Linked DNA regions of Mus musculus: regions 1 and 3 are each linked to region 2. A link is a contact called in public promoter capture Hi-C data. All regions are on one chromosome and are shown on one strand. Each heading gives the region's core, a stretch centred on a gene start, on an enhancer-like site or on the middle of the called end of the contact. The rest is flanking DNA. Distances are from core to core; before and after follow the strand shown. Region 1 overlaps Snd1 (staphylococcal nuclease and tudor domain containing 1). Region 2 has its middle 59 kb from the start of Gm40357. Region 3 has its middle 9.7 kb from the start of Pax4.

What was found. Promoter capture Hi-C pulls out the DNA fragments that hold promoters and counts their contacts.
Region 1: a promoter capture Hi-C map of liver shows a contact between it and region 2, with 2.0 times the contacts expected there. The contact joins two enhancer-like sites. A contact is called at or near these places in 1 of 39 promoter capture datasets (liver), 13 of 484 Hi-C or Micro-C datasets (the C10 cell line, the C2C12 cell line, Th2 cells and 8 more), 6 of 115 datasets of contacts at active chromatin or transcription factors (differentiating embryonic stem cells, embryonic stem cells and hepatocytes) and 2 of 9 other capture datasets (adipose tissue and embryonic stem cells).
Region 3: a contact with region 2 is called in a promoter capture Hi-C map of liver, with 2.3 times the contacts expected there. The contact joins two enhancer-like sites. A contact is called at or near these places in 8 of 39 promoter capture datasets (the 3T3-L1 cell line, embryonic stem cells, hippocampal neurons and 2 more), 1 of 484 Hi-C or Micro-C datasets (nephron progenitors), 7 of 115 datasets of contacts at active chromatin or transcription factors (the 230-238 cell line, the NIH/3T3 cell line, double positive thymocytes and 2 more) and 2 of 9 other capture datasets (adipose tissue and liver).

What each region holds. Positions count from the first base shown.
Region 1 is chr6:28,553,703-28,557,852 of GRCm38.p6, reverse strand. The region is part of intron 10 of Snd1 (staphylococcal nuclease and tudor domain containing 1); the gene reads right to left. Among named protein-coding and RNA genes, the nearest start is that of Snd1, 75 kb to the right of the region's middle. Within about 2 kb of position 2,677, at least 26 of the 459 cell types and tissues checked have an H3K27ac peak or open chromatin away from gene starts, as enhancers often do. A contact at or near this core is called in liver, where this site is marked.
Region 2 is chr6:28,904,100-28,908,374 of GRCm38.p6, reverse strand. It overlaps a transcript of Snd1 not described here. Among named protein-coding and RNA genes, the nearest start is that of Gm40357, 59 kb to the left of the region's middle. Within about 2 kb of position 2,889, at least 17 of the 459 cell types and tissues checked have an H3K27ac peak or open chromatin away from gene starts, as enhancers often do. A contact at or near this core is called in liver, where this site is marked.
Region 3 is chr6:28,457,038-28,461,025 of GRCm38.p6, reverse strand. No RefSeq gene overlaps it. Among named protein-coding and RNA genes, the nearest start is that of Pax4, 9.7 kb to the right of the region's middle. Within about 2 kb of position 1,720, at least 13 of the 459 cell types and tissues checked have an H3K27ac peak or open chromatin away from gene starts, as enhancers often do. A contact at or near this core is called in liver, where this site is marked.

The DNA of each region.
Region 1 (4,150 bases), core at 1,428-3,927, 350 kb after region 2:
CACCTTACGAGAAACTGAGCTGGCCTCTTTTCAAAAGAAAAAGCTCAGCGGGGGAAGGGGGCTAGTGTGAGAACCAACAGGGCACAGAGCTGTGGAAGGGAGACAAGGGCAGAGGCGGTCGGTGGCAGACCCTGAAAACGCACCGCAGCTCTACTGTTCAATCAAAATATATGGCACCAGCAGAGATCCACTTAATCTTTGTCCTCAGAGCAGTCCTGTGTAAGCCCAGAAGGCTTGCAGCTCATTTGCAGCAAATGAGAAGCAATAATGTTGGGTTGCCATATTTGCAGTGAATCTAACGTTAACAATCAAATGATTTGCCCTTGTAGAACTCTGCACCAGGGGATCCCTTAGAAGTGTACATATGGGCATCAATTTCCTAGCAGGGAAGGGGAACAGAGGTAAAGGAGACATGGCAAGGTCAAAGAACAGCCAGAAACAGAAACACCAGAGACCCTAATCTCCAAGTTCAGAACATGAATTCAGGGCCACCAAGACTCTAAAAAATCCCTCAGTATCCAAAGATTAGCTCTCCATGACAAACTAATAATCAATCAACACCCCCCCCCCCGGTCTCTCTCTCTCTCTCTCTCACACACACACACACACACACACACCCCTGTGTGCAGTGAGGTGAGGGGGAAGGAAAGGAGGGAAGCAGGGAAAATGGAATGAAGGGGCTAGGTTATTTGAATGCTCATTTGTTTAAGAAATAATGGCAAGTTTTTGTGAAGTCCTAGATTTGACTATTTGGATAAGAAAAATCAGTTCTTATTGAATATAGATGTATGGTTTTCCCCAAAATGTTTCCAGTGCACAACTATTTGAATGCATGGATGGGAACATTGAGCTATAAAATCCATGTGTTCCCCTTACACACACACACATATATAAACACTGTGCTTAGAATGTTATGGCCTCTGTGCCAGATTGCATGTGAAAGCAGTTAGCTCTCCTTACCACAGAAGCTTAAGATCCCCAAAGTAGACAGACCAGCCCACAACAAGCAAACAACAGAGCCGAGATGGACTTGTTGAAGAGGGAGAAAAGGAGAAAGAGAAACTTTAGTAATGAAGACCATGCAATTGGGAAGAAAGAATGATGTAAGATGGTAATCAGAGGGGAATGAGCCAGGTATAGACTATCATCCCAGGATCTGAGAGGTCAGGAAAGGAAAAAGAAAAAAAAAAAAAGAGCAAAGAAAGTAAGCCTATCTATAAAGAGAAGAGGAACCTGCTGAAGGCTTGCGACCTCCCACAACATCAATGAGGCAAAGCTTACCTTTTCTAGCAGCTATATTTTTTAAATCTCCTACTACTAGTACGAAGTACCAAGTTTAAAGGAGGACATTAAAACAGTTAATGTGAGCAGGGCGTGGTAGCACATGCCTTTTATCCAGACATTTAGAATGCAGAGGGAGGTGAATCTACATAGCAAGTTCTAGGGCAGCTAGAACCAGACCCTGTATCAAAAAAAAAAAAAAAAAAAAAAAAAAAAAAAAAAAAAAAAAAAAAAAAAAACCCCACAACAACAACAACAACAACAAAAAAAAGTTAAAATGAGGACCAGTCTACCTCACTATTTAAAAGCCTTGACAAGTCTCCTTAAATATGTATCTATAAATATCAGCAAGAAAATATGCCAATGAAAGCATCAACTGATTTAAATTCTAGAAGCAGGACACGAGTCTTGCTTAAACTGCACAAATGTAGTTTGTAGAGTACACCACGGCATTACAGAAACAGTTTAAATGTTGTTGTTGCTCAAGCAAAGTAGAAGGCGGTTTTGTTGTTGCCCCTTTCTGAGGTAGTGAATTCATGTTCAAGAAGCTGCTCTTTCTGGATGAACCACAGCAAGGCAGCTAAATGAGAGACAATTTAACAACGCTAAGAATTCACGACGGGTTCGTGTTGCATGGAAAGCCACAGCAAGGCTTTACAAGCGACACAAGGTACACAAGGAGCTCCTGTGAGGCTAACATGACAGGCGCAGGAGCGAGCCACCAACCAAGCTGCCTAGACTGTTCACTAGGAGAGACTCTTCATTTGAAATACAAGGGGTCACCTCTTATTTCCTGTAGGAGAATCCATTCCTGGGAGAGAGATCATCGAGTGGAGATGGAAGAACCTAGGATGGGGGAGGGATCCAAATAAAATGCAAAAGCAAGCACAGCCATGATCACACCTGCAGGGACATCTACTAAGAGCGAGATGAGGAAAGAGAACAGAAACAACGGGACTCTGCCAGAGAGCACCTGCTTCCCTGAGTACATGCGAGCAGATCTATAACACAGACAGGCAGGACAGGACGAAACACTACCGCTCCAGCCCTCAGAACACATTTCTTGCTAGGTGATGTGGTAAGAAACGAAAGGCTGCAGGGTTTTACTGCACTGAGTTTTACATTTGTCAGTTTCCTTCAACAGTATCAGGCTCATTTCTATCTTCTTGGATTGAGAACTCTCCTTACAAGAGGAACTGCCTTCCTCTACCTGCTGTTCTTTACCCAGAGGAGCAGTCATCTTCCACAGCTCTGCTATTTCTAGATCCAGGCAGCCCAGAACTAACTAAGCTCCCCTGCAGATAAGCCTGCCTGAGCTGAAGGAGTCAGCTACTCTTCCTCAGAGGAGGACTGGAGTAGGCAAAGCAGGCGGAGTGAGGCGAAAAGCTTTTAGAGGGAGGAGGTGGGGCTCAGAGCAATCTTCCAGGCAAGCCACAGTTGTGCTCTGACAGAAAGGCTCCAAGTAGCTCAGGCGGCAGGAAGGAACTCGGACATTTTCCTGGGAAAACGCTGAGTTGGAGGTTTAACACACGCTGGAAGGGACCAGCAAAGTGCTACCAGAACTTCCTCCCTTTTTATAAGAAATCACAAGTGGATACAATAAGGTGAGTTGAATGATGTGAAGTCTCCCTGCTAACTGGGCTAATAATCTGGATATCCCTACCGTCAAACTAGCACATGACACTGTCTGTCGATCTGCCATGTAAACACAGTGAGCTCTCTCCCATCCGCTGCAGTAAAAGGTAAAGAAGCTCCAATGAGGGTACTCAATACACCTGCACCCCAACTCATAGGGCCTGGGCCTCAAGACCAAGCCTGGAGGAGCAGAAGGCTGACAAGGGAACCCTGCACACACCAGCAATCCCTTACAAAGTTCCACCTACAGCTCCTGCACACCAGTCATCTAAAACTAGCCATCCAGCTGGAGAAGCAGATGCTAAGCAAACTTCATATGAATAAGGAGGAGGCTTTCTCCTAATTGCAGCCCACCTTACAAAAGGCAGCCACCCAAGGAAAGAGTCTGGGCCTCCTGGTCTTCTGGTGGACTAATGGCAGAATCACAGTTAAGGGTCAATGTACTCTGCCAATCTGCAGCCAAAGACTATGAGCAGGAGCTACTGAGAATTCAAGCACCTTATAAAACTGAGTACCAACTACATGGTTAGCCTGCAATAGACTTGAAGAAATGAGGAATCTACTTGACCCAGAAAATCAAACTGCATAGAGACAGAAAAAAGAAAGCAAGCAAGCGAGCAGAAACTAGAAATTATAACCATCTAATGTATAGATTTTCCAGACTCTGCGTTGACAGAAGCAGAAACTGAGGACCAGTGTGGGGCCAGCAAGCCTATCAGATGCCCTACATCACACGCTGCTGCTGCTGCTGCTCAGCCTTACCGAGGGCCACACAACAAAACAAGGACAGACTGATGCCAAGCAGAGAAATGACAGAGTAAAGAACACCGAGTTTCTACAATGTCTTCACGGCTAAGCTGAACAGAGGTCTGGTTGCAAAGCAGCCCTCCACCAAGGTGGACATAAATAAGATTCTGTAAGCCAATCCAGCTACACAGCATAATAGTGGGTGGATTAGAACTATAAAATGTGAACGCCCTATAAAATGACTGCAAATATTCAAAGAAAGGCTAAAATGAAAAGTGACACCAAAAATATGCCTAACCAATAGGCCTGTCAGTTGCTGGGGAAAGAGCAAGCATCTGTGTCCTTCAGCTTCCCTTTCTAGTCAGCGCTGAAAAGCCTTTACTGAGAACAGTGGGGGCAAAGCACCACCATCCATCATTCCATCCACCATCCACCTGCTGGCCAACACTCTCTCACACGCACACGCACACTCACACACACACACGCA
Region 2 (4,275 bases), core at 1,640-4,139:
CTCGAATGGCCATCCTGTGTGTGGACTAAGCTTCTACAGCCCTCTCTCTAAGGATTTGTTTATTCTTATGTGTATAAGTGTTTGCCTGCATGTACTCAGATGTGCGAGACCTTGGAGGCTAGAAGCCCGTGTCAGACTCCCCTGGAACAGCAGTTACTTGGCTGTGGACTCCATGTGGGTGCTGGGAACTGAACCTGGGTCCTCTGCAAGAGCAGCAAGTGCTTTTGACTACACAGCCATCTCTCCAGCCCCTCTTCTAGTCCTTAAAAAAATTATTTATTTGTTTGTTTATTTATTGTGTGAAAACTTGGCTAATTAAGGTCGAAGTCCACCGTGACCAACGGCCTCCTGGCTTAGTACAATATGGGAGACTCCCTTTCCTTAGGGTTTCTCCTTCTCAGACCCTGTCTGGGCAATTCTAAGCCCTCACACCCACCTCTACTTGAGGAATATCATGTAGTCTCAGTAAGTTTATAGGATCAATGTCCTTTCTCCTGATGAAACCTGTGCAGCCAGCACCTGAGATTCCTGACAAGCTGCCCCATGCTAATGAGGCACTCCAGGTCCCCTAAGTCCCCAGCCAATGACCTTTGCCTAGGCTGGATGTCCCTACCCTCAGTCCCCCAAAACTTTATAAGCCTTAAATCACCCTCAAGTAAGTTGATCTGTTGTGGATCCCAGGGTGGTTTGCTCACCTTAGACTCTCACAGGGCATTGGAACCCCTGACTCTCTGCTCGCATGGCCCTCACGAACTGCAACAGTGGGGGTGGAGAGACCAATTAATTAATTAATTAATGTGTTTGTTTATATTTATAAGTGCTCTGGCTTCATGTGCTTAGAAGAGGGCATCAGATCCCATTACAGATGGTTGTGAGCCACCATGTGGCTGCTGGGAATTGAACTCAGGACCTCTGGAAGAGCAGTCAATGCTCTTAACTGCTGAGCCATCTCTCCAGGTTTGCTCTCTTCTCCTTTTTAATACCACTAACTTAAGACTCTGAGAATTCAACTTCTGTGGGAGTCTTGGGGGGTGTGGGGAGGTGGAGTCTGTCTAACTTACTTAGCACTTTGATAATTTTTTTTTCCTTTAACTAGCTCTTTTTGCTTTGGTGGATTGTTTTTATTGTTTAATAAAGTGTTTTAGGCAGTCCAGGCTGACCTTGAACTATCCGTGTAGCTAAGTATGACCTTGGACCCCTGGACCCCTTTAAGTCTATCTTCCAAGTGCTGGTATTATAGGTAGGTACCACCACAGCTTGCTTAAGTTTATTCTTTCAAGGCTACACATCTTGCCTGCTGGATGCCACCACAGGCTGTGTCAAGAGCCAGAGGCCCATGATAGGATCTGCTTTCTGTGGGTCACAGGCCACTTTCACAGAGAACCAATGTGGGGTTGCTTGCTCCCTCACACGAAGACAGACAGGCTCCAAGTGCCCAGCTCCAATCCAGGTATTTGGAATCCTTCATCAGTAACAATTAGCACTCGGGTGAGCCGACAGGGAGTAGCCTGGGGCTACATGACCAAGTCAGGTCTCACCAGGAGCTCCTGGGAGCCAGAGGGACCACCCCATCTTTTCCTTCTCTCTTCTTCAGGCCTGTGCCTCCAGCACAGGCCACTCTGGCCACGCCTGAGGCAAGGCCATAGAGCAGACAGGCACTTGCCTGGACATGAAGCTCTCTCAGCAAGCCGAGCGATGTGGCCAGCGGTAGGGAAGGGAAGGCGCATGGCCTGCTTATATTTTTAGCTCTCTTTATTGGCTGGGGCTCTGCAGACCAGGGCTTTGCTTGTGCTCATGGCTGATGCTGTTATTTCTCCCCACCAGGGCTGGGAATTAGTTTATTTTCTCGGCAGTCACCTCAGCAGCTGCCCACTGGAGCGTTAGGCCCCAGGCCGGCTGCCGCGTGTGTTATTTCTGATTGACTCTCTTATGGGGCATGAAACCACCTGAAGTGAGCTGGTGGGCTTGGCACCGCCCTCCATGCAGCTCAGGAGGTGGCTGGAAGTGACTCTAGGATGCAGCCGAGAAGACAGCATCAGGGTGACTCCTGCCAAGGACCTCGGGCTCTCCAGCCTCCCCACACTGCTCTGTACTTCAGGCTCCTGTGGAGGTGCTACAAAAGGAAGGCCAGCATGGCGAGGCATGGGGCTTCCAGCCCCATGCTGGACCTGGCTGATGTAGCTGGGGGCTCAGCCCTTCGTACCCAAGGGATTTCTCTTTTCTGCAAAATGAGTAGAGTACGAAAGGGAGTACAAAATGCTCCCTTAGGGAAAGCACTGGGGGCTGGGCTTTGCTGCTTCTAGTTTCTGGTACCACTGGCAGGCCTTCCTTGGCTGTTGTCTGCATGACCGCAGTTCCTGCCTGTTTGTGTCAGCCCCCAAATTCTTCAACCCTGGCCCCTTATTTGTATGTGGAAGTCTAATCCCCAATATGCTGTTATGGAAGGTATTGGAAGACAAGGTCTTTGAGACGTGATCAGGAGAGAAGGGAGAACTCTTATAAGACCCCAGAGGGGGCTCTTGCCCTGCCATCATGTGAGGACACAGAAAGGAGCAGAGAGTGGTCTTCACTGAGCATTTCCAGCCTGTAGACATGTGCGTAATACATTTCTAGTGTATAAGCCATTTGGTATATGGCATGGCTGTTCCAACTGACAGCTCAAATGGACTAAGCCAAGCACTAACTTAACTCAGTTCGTAAGGACCCTGTTTCCAGGGCTGAGGATATAGCTCAGTGCTAGAGAGTGCTTGTAGGCCATAGATGAGGGCACAGTCCCAGGCACCGGTCTGACTTAGGCATATCTTTTAGAGGACCATATTCAATCTGCCAGGCCAAGTCCAAAAGGACACGCTTCTAGGTTCTCTTCCCTAGTGTGGCATGTGACAGAGGCGTGGGGTCAGAGGGCACGAAGTCAGAGGGCAATTGGCTTCCAGGAAGCAGCTTCTCTCCCGAGGTGCTCACCAGCTCTCCTGATGTAAACGGGAAATGTGAGCCATGAGCATGAAGTCAAGCCTGTCTCCTCCCACAGTAAAGGGAAACAGAAGAACGTGAAGAATATGGGGTTAAACCAAACAGAGTCCCATAGAACACGTGCCAATAGGGCAGAGACAGAGGGCAATAAACCAAGGCTCAGGAAGAGGCCTGGAACCCTTTCAGGTGCTGCAGACTCCCCCCAATCCCTACACTGCCTGATTTGGGCAAGGAGGTGGGTTGATGCCTCCAGATCCCAGCATCCCCTGGCAAACTCACATGTTTGCCTTCTGTGCCCCCTCACCAGCTGGAACATACATATATCCTGAAGTCTGAAGTCCTCTGCTGGGAAGCCTGGCCCCTACCTTGTACCTAGCTCCCTGGGATATTACCCCCCCCCACCCCCCATCCCCCACCCCCGCCACACACACTCCCTCCACTGCCCCCGCTCTTATCCAGATCTAGTGGCTCATCCCTTTAGGCTTGGTTTTCTCAGTTTTCCAGGTGATAGGCGCTAATCTGCCAGACAAACAAACACAAAACCGCCTGGGAGTTAATGAGGGAAGCTGTTGAGACAGCCAACCAACCACACAGGGGCTGCCAGGTACACGTTTGCATTTTCAAGCAGAAGGGACTTTGGAATCTGAAGAGAGGAATTAATGTTGGTGGGGATTCTCAAAACCACCAAAGAAATCTTAAATTTCTTTTAAAGATTTTATTTATTTATTTTATTTATATATTTAGTGTTTACGAGTGCTCCATCTGCACGTTCACCTGCATGCCAGAAGAGGGCGCCAGATCCCATTACAGATGGTTGTGAGCCACCATGTGGTTGTGGGAATTGAACTCAGGACCTCTGGAAGAGCAGCCAGTTCTCTTAAATGCTGAGCCATTTCTTCTGCCTGTGAGTTAAAACTTTGATCTTCATTGGGGCTCTGAATCTCATCTCCTGTGTGTTGCTCACATCCCCAAAGTGTGCAGGTGTGTGCACACATCACACCCCCACCCCATGAACACACATACACATTCACCCAGGAGCCTGCTAGGGAGCCAGGGTGAGGCTGTCCAGGCAGTCTCTTACCCTGCACACATGGGACCAGAGGTCTTTGTGGAACCTCACCCGGGAACAAGTCTCCATGGACCAGCATTTCAGACAGGTCTGGGTCACACGGCGCACACTACAGATCTACTCACTGCTGTTTCTTTTACAGGCTAAAGCAACGATGACATTCTCTACAAGGTGTTGTGGAGTGAAGCTTTGACGTGAGCCCAGTACTTGTCTTGGTCCACTGCCATTCCCCTCCT
Region 3 (3,988 bases), core at 471-2,970, 450 kb after region 2:
AAGGAGTCTAAACTGCTGGAGTCCACAGTGTCTTTTCATTTCCTTCCCTAGAGAAAGTCAGATGTGCGGCAAGGGATGGAGTCTTTGGGGAAAACATGTCTCAGAGCTCTGTTTGTTGTTATGTCTCTCATGCGATTCCTTTGTCACCTCCATTTGGGTGTCATCTGTCTTTCTTAACATCACTCTTGCTGTCAGGGGTGGGGATAGGGGCCGTGTGGGAAGTGTGCAAAGGAAGGGAATGAGGTTGCAGATGCTACAAATGTAGGAAGACTGCAGGGGGCGCCCAGGAGCTGACCCAATGCGGGAGCCAGTACCTGCCAAGCTGCTCCTGAGGCAACTGACTGAACCAGGCTGAGGTCAAGCAGCTTTGTCTCCAAATACTGTTCAGCCACAACACTTCCAACTACACAGTCAGTTGTGAGAACACATTCAAGCACATATATAAAACCAAGAGAGAAAACGCAAAAGGCTGGGATGCTGGAAAGAAACAAGCTCATTAGCCGGAGAAAGGGTGGCCATGAAAGGTCCAAATGCTGGAGAGAGGAAATGAAACAACAACCAGAGATTAGAAAGCAGCTTCCTCCAGCACTGGACTCAGGTGTCTTGCAGGGAAAAGAAGAGAAATGTGGAACGATGTAAAACTTAGTGCTTAAAATGTTGACTTCCGGGGAGGAGAGTGAAGAGCAAAGACCTAATTTGATGTAGAATCAAGAACATGTGAGGACGGCTAAAGCGGTGAGCGAGGATTAGAACTCAGGGATGCCATCTGGGCCGGGAATGAAATCCATGGCAATGGGGCATTCAAATCTGATTATTGTGTTTAATGGTGCCAAGCCAAAGAGAGTAATAAGACTTTATTTATAATTACCTATCTTTACATAGCTCGCTCTCTAGGTAGGGTAGAGCCACTGTCAGGCTGAGCAGGTGTTGTTTTGGGGATCTTTGTGGACACAGTGAAGATGAAGAGCCCCAGATTTCTGGAACAGAGGTAGGCTCCTTAACAGGAGGGAGGGTGTTTTCTTTCTCATCTCCACTGGGTCAGGCTAAGCAGTGAAGGCTATCCATGCTAGAGTGCTCCAGACAGCAGGTTTTTGACTTATGTTCAGGCATGACTAAAGAGAACTAATAGAATCCACTATCACTGTAACCTAAGCCAAAAGTCCACAATCTTTAGAGAGCATACAGACAAAAAACCATTGGATCATCAATAAATTGTGTTCCTCACCTCCTTCCTTTTCATAAATTAAAGTGTAGGGCTGAGGAGACAGTTAGCCCTAAGAAGAAAACATGAGGATCTGAGTTTAGATCCTCTGAGCCCACATAAACCTGCACGGCAGGATGTACCTGAAGCCATAGCGCTCCTACAGCAGAGTGGGAGGAAAGGCAGGAGAATGGCTGGAAGCTCTCAAGCCAGTTACCCTAGCACACACAGTGAGTGCAAACAGAGACCCTGTTTCACACAAAGTGGAAGGCTGGGACTGATACCCAAGCTTGTCCTCTGACCTCCACACTTACTTACATTGTGGCATGTGTGTGTCTGCACTTAAACCCACATACCTATCATACACACACACACACACACACACACTGCAATTTTTTTGTAATTTCAAAAGCAGAAAGTTACCCAACTATTTGCCAAGCAAGGTAACTCTAGGTCAACAAAGGGATTTCATAAGATAGATGAGTAAATCCAGAGGTCACAAGGGCCACCTGCAGAAGCAGAGAGCCAGAAACTACAGGACTACAGAGTTAGGGCAGGGAGTGGGGGAGTGGCCTGGGCATCTCTAAGGCTAGATTGTAACTACTGAATCAGCCAATACAGAACAATGTTAAACTATTGGTGCATAATGATAATAACAGTAGCAGGCACACAGAATGTTCTTACATGCCTTAGCGTGCCTTAGCTTATGTAACACAGCTGTCCCAACCAGGCAGACAGATTATCTTTTTTTTTAAATGTTTTATTGAGAGAAGGTCTCACTGTGTGATCTGGAACCCACTTCATAGAACAGGCTGGTCTTGAGGTCACAGAGCTCCAGGTGCCTCTGCCTCCTGAGCGCTGGGATTAAAGGCATGTGCCACCATGCTTAGCTCATTGTGTAGATACTGGAAAAATACAGGAAGTTGTTCAGTGAATCATGAGGGGAAAAAAAAAATACAAGGTAGAAGTCAAGAATTTTGTTCTTTTTTTATTCACTGCTCTTTTCCAGCCTGGCATGGGTTCAGGAATTATTTGCTGAAGTAGCCATTAGTGGATCCATGATCATGCAGGTGACACAGCAGGTCTGGGCTAAAAACTGAGATTTGCTGAATCAGGAAATAAGCACACTGTCCAAGGTACAGATACAGGATGAGGACTTTGTGTGTATCAACTGGAGTTGCATCTGCTTGATAAGCCCTGCCGTATCCTCCAGCCGGACTGTCTGAGTGAACACTCTCTAACCCGGATAAATGAAGTCAGCACTCCCCTAATGCTGAGAGGAAAATATTGGAGGGAAGGGAGAATGCAGACATGTATATGAACAAATACATTAAAATATTCAACAAACTGTGAACAAATTGGATCCATCAGTGAAAAAAAGACCTATCCATCAGGGCCATGTGGGGTGTGATCCAACTAGGCAACACTAGTTAAATATTTAAAAGTCTATTAATGTAATTCAGAACATCAGCAAGCTAATGAAGAATAAGAAAAGCGGTTAACAAAATCCAATACCCATCCACGACTAAAAACAACAACAACAAAACAACCACTAACCTCAGAACACTAAAGAAGAGGTGAATTTCCTCAATGGTTAAAAAAAAATTCTCGCCAGGCGTGGTGGCACACGCCTTTAATCCCAGCACTTGGGAGGCAGAGGCAGGCGAATTTCTGAGTTCGAGGCCAGCCTGATCTACAGAGTGAGTTCCAGGACAGCCAGGGCTGTCAGAGAAACCCTGTCTAGAAAAACCAAAAAAAAAAAAAAAAATTCTCCAAAATGTCTACAGACTCATCACTGTAATCAATGTACCATTCTGGTGGCAATATTAATGATGAAGAAAGATGTCTATATGGAGATGCAAACGTAAAAAGAATCTCTGGGCCCTCGCCTCACCTCTGGTGAGAACCTGAAGCTGCTTCAAAACATAAAACATGCCCCCCCTACATGAGCACACGCACATACATGCACAGCACACACACACACGTGTGCTCACACCCATGTACAGATGCACATGCTAATAATAAACTTATGATGTAAAACAGAACGGCTCTGACCAGAGTGTCGTGAAAAGGAGACTAGCTCTCTTGGCTGCTAAAAGGTAGGGTAGCACATCTGAGAGGGTAGGGGCTTCCGCGGGAATACACAGCAGAGCAGGGGGGAGGGGTCAGAAGACTGTGAAGCAAAGCAACCTACTGCTTAGATAGTTCACGCTAAGAAAGCTCGACAGTTTCCCAAGACTGAGAGCCTTGGGTAGGAATACTGAGAGCAACTGAGGTGCTCTCGCAGTATTCCTACCCTCGTCATGTCGTAAGTCCTGAAATAAGAAGATAAAGATTGGAAAGAAGGACAAAAGCTGACCTTGCTCATGGCACGCATGCTTTCCATGTGTAAAACATCTGAAGTATTAGACAGTCGCTTCCCAGAGTTACATGAGATTGATCCTGGTATGGTGGGCTATACTTCTTGGAATTAATAAAAAGTATAGCAAGGTCTCAGGATACAAGGCTGACAGGTGAATTCAGGGTACAAGGCTAAGAGACAGAGGTGAACTGCTTTCTTGTATGACAATAGTAAATTATTAGATTTGAAATAAAAATAATAATACTAACTACTGAAATAAAGAAGCAAAAAAGTAAAATATGTAGATATAAGTCTAAAAACGTAGGTTCTATGAGAGAAGAAACTAAACACTGGTTAATCAATCAAAGAAAATCTGAATAACTAAATAGGTAATCAATATTAATGAACTAGAAAACCCAGTAGTGTTAAACCGTCCATTTCCCCCA